Regions from separate parts of the Sus scrofa genome. Here region 1 is linked to region 2. Evidence: chromatin contacts called from public HiChIP or PLAC-seq data. All regions are on one chromosome and are shown on one strand. Each heading gives the region's core, a stretch centred on a gene start, on an enhancer-like site or on the middle of the called end of the contact. The rest is flanking DNA. Distances are from core to core; before and after follow the strand shown.

The links. HiChIP or PLAC-seq counts read pairs in DNA pulled down with a chosen protein or histone mark.
Region 1: a contact with region 2 is called in an H3K27ac HiChIP or PLAC-seq map of alveolar macrophages. The contact joins the promoter of LOC102159363 here to the promoter of RNASEK in region 2. A contact is called at or near these places in 1 of 47 Hi-C or Micro-C datasets (liver) and 1 of 2 datasets of contacts at active chromatin or transcription factors (alveolar macrophages).

The regions. Positions count from the first base shown.
Region 1 is chr12:53,164,868-53,168,168 of Sscrofa11.1, reverse strand. LOC102159363 (putative uncharacterized protein FLJ38447) reads left to right here and starts at 1,751. Exons shown (of 2, transcript XM_005657036.3): 1 at 1,751-2,435; 2 at 2,533-3,301. The coding sequence starts at 1,928. The coding sequence ends at 2,588. It overlaps LOC100525078 (a long non-coding RNA gene), which reads right to left and starts at 2,061. Exons shown (of 3, transcript XR_002337363.1): 1 at 1,678-2,061.
Region 2 is chr12:52,415,194-52,418,299 of Sscrofa11.1, reverse strand. It overlaps RNASEK (ribonuclease kappa), which reads right to left and starts at 1,397. Exons shown (of 3, transcript XM_003358238.4): 1 at 948-1,397; 2 at 201-277. The coding sequence starts at 1,397.

The sequences.
Region 1 (3,301 bases), core at 502-3,001, 750 kb before region 2:
GAGGGGTCAAGGAGGACTCCTAGATTTCTGGACTCGGGTAAAGAAAGAGGCAGGAAACACTGGAAGAGATGCTGCTTCCGACAGGGAGATCATCAGCTTGGGTTCTTGATAAACAAGAAAGGAAGCTGAGCAGGTGGCCGGAGAGCCAGGTCTGGACCTAGAAGGGCTCTGGATGTCAATGCTTTGGGAGCATTTATATAATCAAATACCTTAAACGATTATGACTTAATCAACTAAAGAAATCAAAAAATGTGAGGCGATCTTGAAGCACCAATGCAAAGAGAACTTCTCCTCAAAAGTTTTGAATTATGACAGCATCATGGAATAAGTAGCTAGCTTCCCCCAAGTGACCAGAAAGACAGTATGATTAGAAGTCCTGAAAAGATATAGAATAATTAAACATAATGGTACACCTCCTCACAAAAGATTAAACTCAAAGGCTTTAAGAATCTAGTTTTAAAAACCAGCTTTAGGGGAGTTCCCATCATGGCTTAGCAGAAATGAATCTGATTAGCATCCATGAGGATGAAGGTTCGATCCCCAGCCTCGTTCAGTGGGTGAAGGATCTGGCGCTGCTGTGAGCTGTGGTGTAGGTGGCCGACACAGCTTGGACCTGACGTTGCTGTGGCTGTGGCACAGGCTGGCAGCTACAGCTCCAATTGGACCCCTAGCCTCGGAACCTCCATGTGCCGTGAGTGTGCCCCCCCCCCCAAAAAAAAAGCAAAAAAATAAAATAAAAACCAGCTTTACATTGCCTGTTAAAGCCAGTAAACGCCATGGGTGTGGAAAAGCCCATTTTGTATTGACCAAAAGAGATGGGTGTTGAAAATGTTGGGTACCGAGAAGTTAAAGTGAACACAACATAGGCTGGGACACAGGGTAATAGCCAATATGCGGTGTTAACTGTGTGGCAGGCATCACTCTAAGCACCTTACATACAGAGCTGATTCAATCCTATCATCAACCACATTTTATGCAGATGAGGAAACCAAAGCCCGGAGAAGTTAAGAAACCTGCTCAAGGTATCACAACGGGTAACCTGGGTCTAGAGTCTGCGCTATAAACCTTCCCAACAGACTCAGGACTGCAGGCCCGGGAGAGGAGGGCAAGGAGGTGGCTGGGGAGTGGAGGGTGGGGGTGGCACCACGAGGCAGTGTGGGCTGGGAGTACTATGTCCTGTTTACCTGTGGGGGGAAGTCAGACCTCTGAGTCAGAACTCAGGCTGTGCTGCTTTGCTGTAGCCACCATGGTGTGTGGGTGACCAGGCCTAGCTATGCAGGCAGGAGAGGATTCCCAGCATTCCTAGGGCCTCGGGCCTGGAATCTAGGTCCTTCCACGGGCTGAGACGTCAGCTGGGAGTTGAGAGTTTGAGGAAAATAAAATTTGGGAAGCCGGCCTTACAAGAACACAAGGAGGTCAAATCTAATGGGGAAAACTGAGCGCAGCATCTGCTCAAACGCCCAGGAGCCCACTAAAGACTGGGCAGAACGGGCAGGACCACCGGCTTAGGAAGCATGTTTGGGTGGGGTCATGGGAGAGCGTGAGAAGCCCTGCGTCAGCGGCCGCGGGCCAGGGCTCAGGTAGGGTGCTGGGGATTTGCACACAGGATGAAGGAGCCCTGGCTTTGCGTGGGGGGTAAAGGAAGGCGTGGAGGGAGTGGGGTGCTGTGCCTCCCACCTCTCCAGTCGTGCCGCCACTTGGGTCGCCTCGCCCGTTCTGCCATCGGCCGCATTCCGGTCCTCGCACCTCCGCCGCCCCCACGCGTGCCGCCGCGGGGAGTGGCCCGACCTTCGCGTGACGCCTCGACGGGCGGGCTCTCAATATTAAAAGGGGGAAGAGGCCGCGGCGCGGGCCCCAGGACGGGCCCGCTCGTTCTGTCCTAGGAGCCAGCCGCGTTGGCGACGCCCTCGAGTTCGCGGCGGGCACAATGCAGCTCCTGGTGAGGGTGCCGTCTCTTCCGGAGCGGGGCGAACTGGACTGCAACATCTGCTACCGGCCTTTCAACCTCGGGGTCCGTGCGCCCCGCCGCCTGCCCGGCACGGCGCGGGCCCGCTGCGGCCACACGCTCTGCACCGCCTGTCTGCGCGAGCTGGCGGCGCGCGGCGAAAGCGGCGGGGCGGCCGCGCGCGTGGTGCGCCTGCGCCGCGTCGTCACGTGCCCCTTCTGTCGCGCGCCCACCCCGCTCCCGCGCGGCGGGGTCACGGAGGTCGCCCTGGACCAGGACTTGTGGTCGCGCTTGGAGGCAAAGGCGCGGGCTGAGCGCGAACCTGCTGTGGCTGGTGGCCGGGTCCAGGAAAGCGGCGAGGCGGAGGAAGAGGAAGAGGGGAGCGAGAAGGGGGCGGAGCCTAGGAGCGCAGGGTGGCGCGCGCTCCGGCGGCTCTGGACCCAGGTGCTGGCGCCCGCGCGCCGCTGGCGGCGCCCGCTGCCCTGCAACGGTGAGGGACGGCCGGGGTGGCTGTGGCGGGAGAGGACCCCGAACGCCCGAGTAGGCAGCATCCTTCCGCCGCCACTAACCCTCCTTCTTTCCCCCAGTGTTGTACTGTCCGGAGATCAAGGACTTGGCCCACATGACCCGCTGCGCGCTGTAACTGCGAAACCCTGAAGCTGTGGCAGAAGGAAGGTGGGAGCTGCATTCTCAGGGCCCCGCTGTAGTACAGGGAGCGGGTGCCAAGACTACCCCCCTCACATCCGGGATTGGCACTGATGAGGGAGGTGAGCCAAGGGCAGGAGGGAACGCCCTGGGAGGTGTTGATACTGAGCTGGGGAGGCTCCTAGACGAATCGCCCCCATCTTCTGACTGTGCCAGCCTCGCACATTCAGGATGAAGTGGCCCAGGGATGATACAAACAGTCGATGTACCCGTGGGAAGAAGACAGACTGTTTCCCTAGCTGCGACTTTGCTTCTGTCCAGGGCAGCTCTCCTGTGCGGGAGCAACAGGTCCCATTTTAGCTATTCTGTGTCAATGATTTTTAAGAAGAGGCTGATTTTCGTGCATGTTAATCTCGTTTCTCTAGCACCTAAGAGAACTGAGAAGAATCAACCAAACCCCTTCCCACCCCATCCCCTACCCCCAGTAGTATGCCTACTGTCTCCCCATTCCCAGTACTGTGTTCCTAAAATTATCAAGATGAAGCCCTACTATGAGGTTAGGCGTTTTGCATCATTTCAGAATTACCCTTCAGCCTGTAAGGGCAGGCATGAGAAGGTCCAAAGGGCTTTTATCTGAGTCACCTCATTAGGGCCTACCAAAGATAGGAGAGAGAGGCATTTGGCAAAGGCATCAGATTGTAAACTCCCGCT
Region 2 (3,106 bases), core at 148-2,647:
ATAAAATGCCTAACTAAAGAAGCCGCCCCAAAGTGGTGGGTTTAGTATGGTCGCTGAGGTCTGACCCAAAACTGCTCCTGTGTGCCAAAGAGAGCAACTCTCCGCACCCAGTTCCCTGGCCTCCTGGCCCCAAGCATCCCACTTTCTGCAGTTTCCCCACCCATAATTCTGACCATTTCCGCTGCCGCCTCTCCACTTACTCAAAATCTTTCTCCGTGAAAGGAACGTCTTCAATGAGCACAGCAGAGTGGACATTGAAAAAGATTCCGAGCATTATCTGAAAAAAGGAAAAGGGTAGCTTGTTGAACCTCAGGTACCTGACGGGTCACCGCCTAAACTCCTCCCACTTTGAATGTTGCCACAACATCTGGGTTTGGGAATTACCAAAACGACCTGGGATTAGGGATGGTTGTTGCCGGATTTGGGCTCCAGTCACCCGGAATAGGGTGTGAGTGTGACATAAAGAAGACTTTGCTGGGGCAAGGGCAGGAAGAGTGAGGGACCCAGATTATCCTTCTCTCTGGAGGCGTCATTATCATGGGACAGCGCGGAGGAGGTCAAGGGGAATCGGCACTTCTCCATATTTCTTCCTCAAGTGGGGCGAGAAACAAGGCCCAGCTACCCCTCTCGGGACCAAGCGCTCCCTTTCCCAATGCCCTCCATTCAGCTCAAGGATCTCTCAAGAACCCAGCTCTTCTTCTTACCCTGAGGGGTCTCCAAATGTACCATCCCCGGCTCCCATTCCAAGCTCCAGCTCCCCTCGCCCCTTTCCCCCCTCCCAGTTCTCCATTTTTCAATTCAGTTCTTTCTCGTTCTCCAGCGGCTAATCAACCACCCCCTCCAGCCTGCCTGCTGCTTTCCAAGGCCTGAAGTCTCCTAGCCTCCAGCCCTCCAGCAACAGGGCCCCTCAGGCCCTCTCTCCGGTTCTCGCCGGGCAGTCCCCTCACCAACATGATCACTCCCCAGGCGCTAAGGACGATGCCGCAGGCGGCCAGCTTGGGCCCACAGCACAGAAGCGACGCCATGAAGAAGGGAGTCGGGGATCGCCTAGAGGTGGGCCAGGTAGAAAGGCGGCAGGAGGAGGCCGATGAGCTGGGGGAAAGCGAGCAGGACTTGGGGGCTCGCGCCGCAGAGGACCGAGAGCAGGTAGGGCGGCTGAGGGGGCGGGGCCTCAGGATCCAACCATCTTGGGTGTGTGTGGGGGGCGCCAAGCGGAGAATGTTGGCGCTTCCGGATCCCCCCGGACTTTGGCGGGAACAGACGGTGTGTCTGGAACCGTAGCAGCCCTTTAGGAATCCTCTGTTGACCCCTACGTAGCTGAAGTGAGAGTAGGCTGGAGTAAAGGCCCCCGTCTTCTTGGCGTCCCCCCCGCCTCTCCAGGATGAATGGGAGGGGCTATCGTGTCACGTGACCAAAGCTGGCACAGCAAATGAAGAGGAGGAAGCCGTAGCTCGGCCTCGGGAAAGAGTTTAAGCTCTGCCGGAGACCCAGGTGACCTTGGCGATGGGCTCTTAGGGGCAGAGGACTGAAGTTATCTGATTTTTCTTTCAGATACCATAGTCACGGGTGGTATCCTGAAGGGGGCGTGGTAAGTAGAGACAGAGATTTAAACGGAGGGAGAACCTCTGTATCTCCTCTCTACGCATCCCTACCTTTTAAAATAGACGTCCTGACCCAGGAAAAGGAGGCAGGAGCCCCCTCCCAAGCCCAAGCCTACTTGCTGTGGCAAGAGCGCCTTAAGATTGCTGAGGGTTCTTGGCGCTGGAAATACTTAGGTAGCGTTTTGTTACCAAGCATGGACTACTGAAGCGTTTTGGATGCCAAGTCCAGGAAAAATACGGGCGTTAGGAAAAGTCCAGGGAAAGCAGACTCAGTGAACAAGTTGTTAAGGTGAGTGGTCCTGCCAGATGTGCTGGAGCAAGGAGTAAGTCCACAAAAATGTCGCTTTGCTTCCCTGCCGTAAACTAAGAAAACGGATCATAAATCCTTTGAGCAAGGCAAGGCACAAGATTTTGAAACTATGAATAGATCATATTCTCCAAAGGATAAGTTTGTATACTTTGCTGGTGAAAGACGATGATCCGTAATATTATTCAGGGCAATAGTGGTGTTTGAAGAACACAGTTTTGCGCTGAGCTTGTCATATGCATTCTAGTCAGGACGGTGATCTTAGCATAATTGAGAAGGGTCATTTTGATCCCAAGACCCCAGAGCCAAACACTGTCAGTGGTTAGCATACATTTGTGTTATTTTTCCATGTATTTTGTGCATATTGTTCTTAGAAGGGTCATGACAGAGAACTTGCAACGTGGGAAAAATAGAGGCCCTGGGGTACTGCAGAGGCTGGCAAATGACCTTCAGACGTGAATTGTGTCTCTTTTGTTTGAGACTGTATGGGGGGAAGCCCTTGTGCGGTGAAGGTTTTTATTCTGCCTTGGGAGCACCATTCTCGTTCAGGGACTTTGGGGGTAGGTGTGTGAATAGGAGATGAAGGGGAGGAAGGAAAGCTGCCAAAGAAGAGTCAGGAGGAGTTCCCGTCATGGCGCAGTGGTTAACAAATCCGACTAGGAACCATGAGGTTGCGGGTTCGATCCCTGGCCTCACTCAGTGGGTTAAGGATCCGGCGTTGCCGAGAGCTGTGGTGTAGGTTGCAGACGTGGCTCGGATCCTGCGTTGCTGTGGCTCTGGTGTAGGATGGCGGCTACAGCTCCGATTAGACCCCTAGCCTGGGAACCTCCATATGCTGCGAGAGCGGCCCAAGAAATGGCAAAAAAGGCAAAAAAAAAAAGAAGAGTCAGGAATTTTTGAGCTGGTCACCAAGCATGAAGTCAAGCTCCTGGGAAAGGAGAATTGGTTGAGCTTCTCCAAGAAACCTTCCCTGTCTCCAACCCAGCCGCCCAGCATTCTCTGGATGTTTTGCAAGTACAGTCAATTCCTCAGGCTCCTGCAGGTCACCCTTGGGCAGATACCGCCCTTGAGGGCCAAATCCAGCCTGCAGCCTGTGCTTCCATTTAGCAAAGGCACAGGTTTTTGTTTTTCTGCATTTTATTTTATTTATTTTTATGTTTATTTTTGTATTTTGTCCATTTAGGGCTGCACCCGCAGC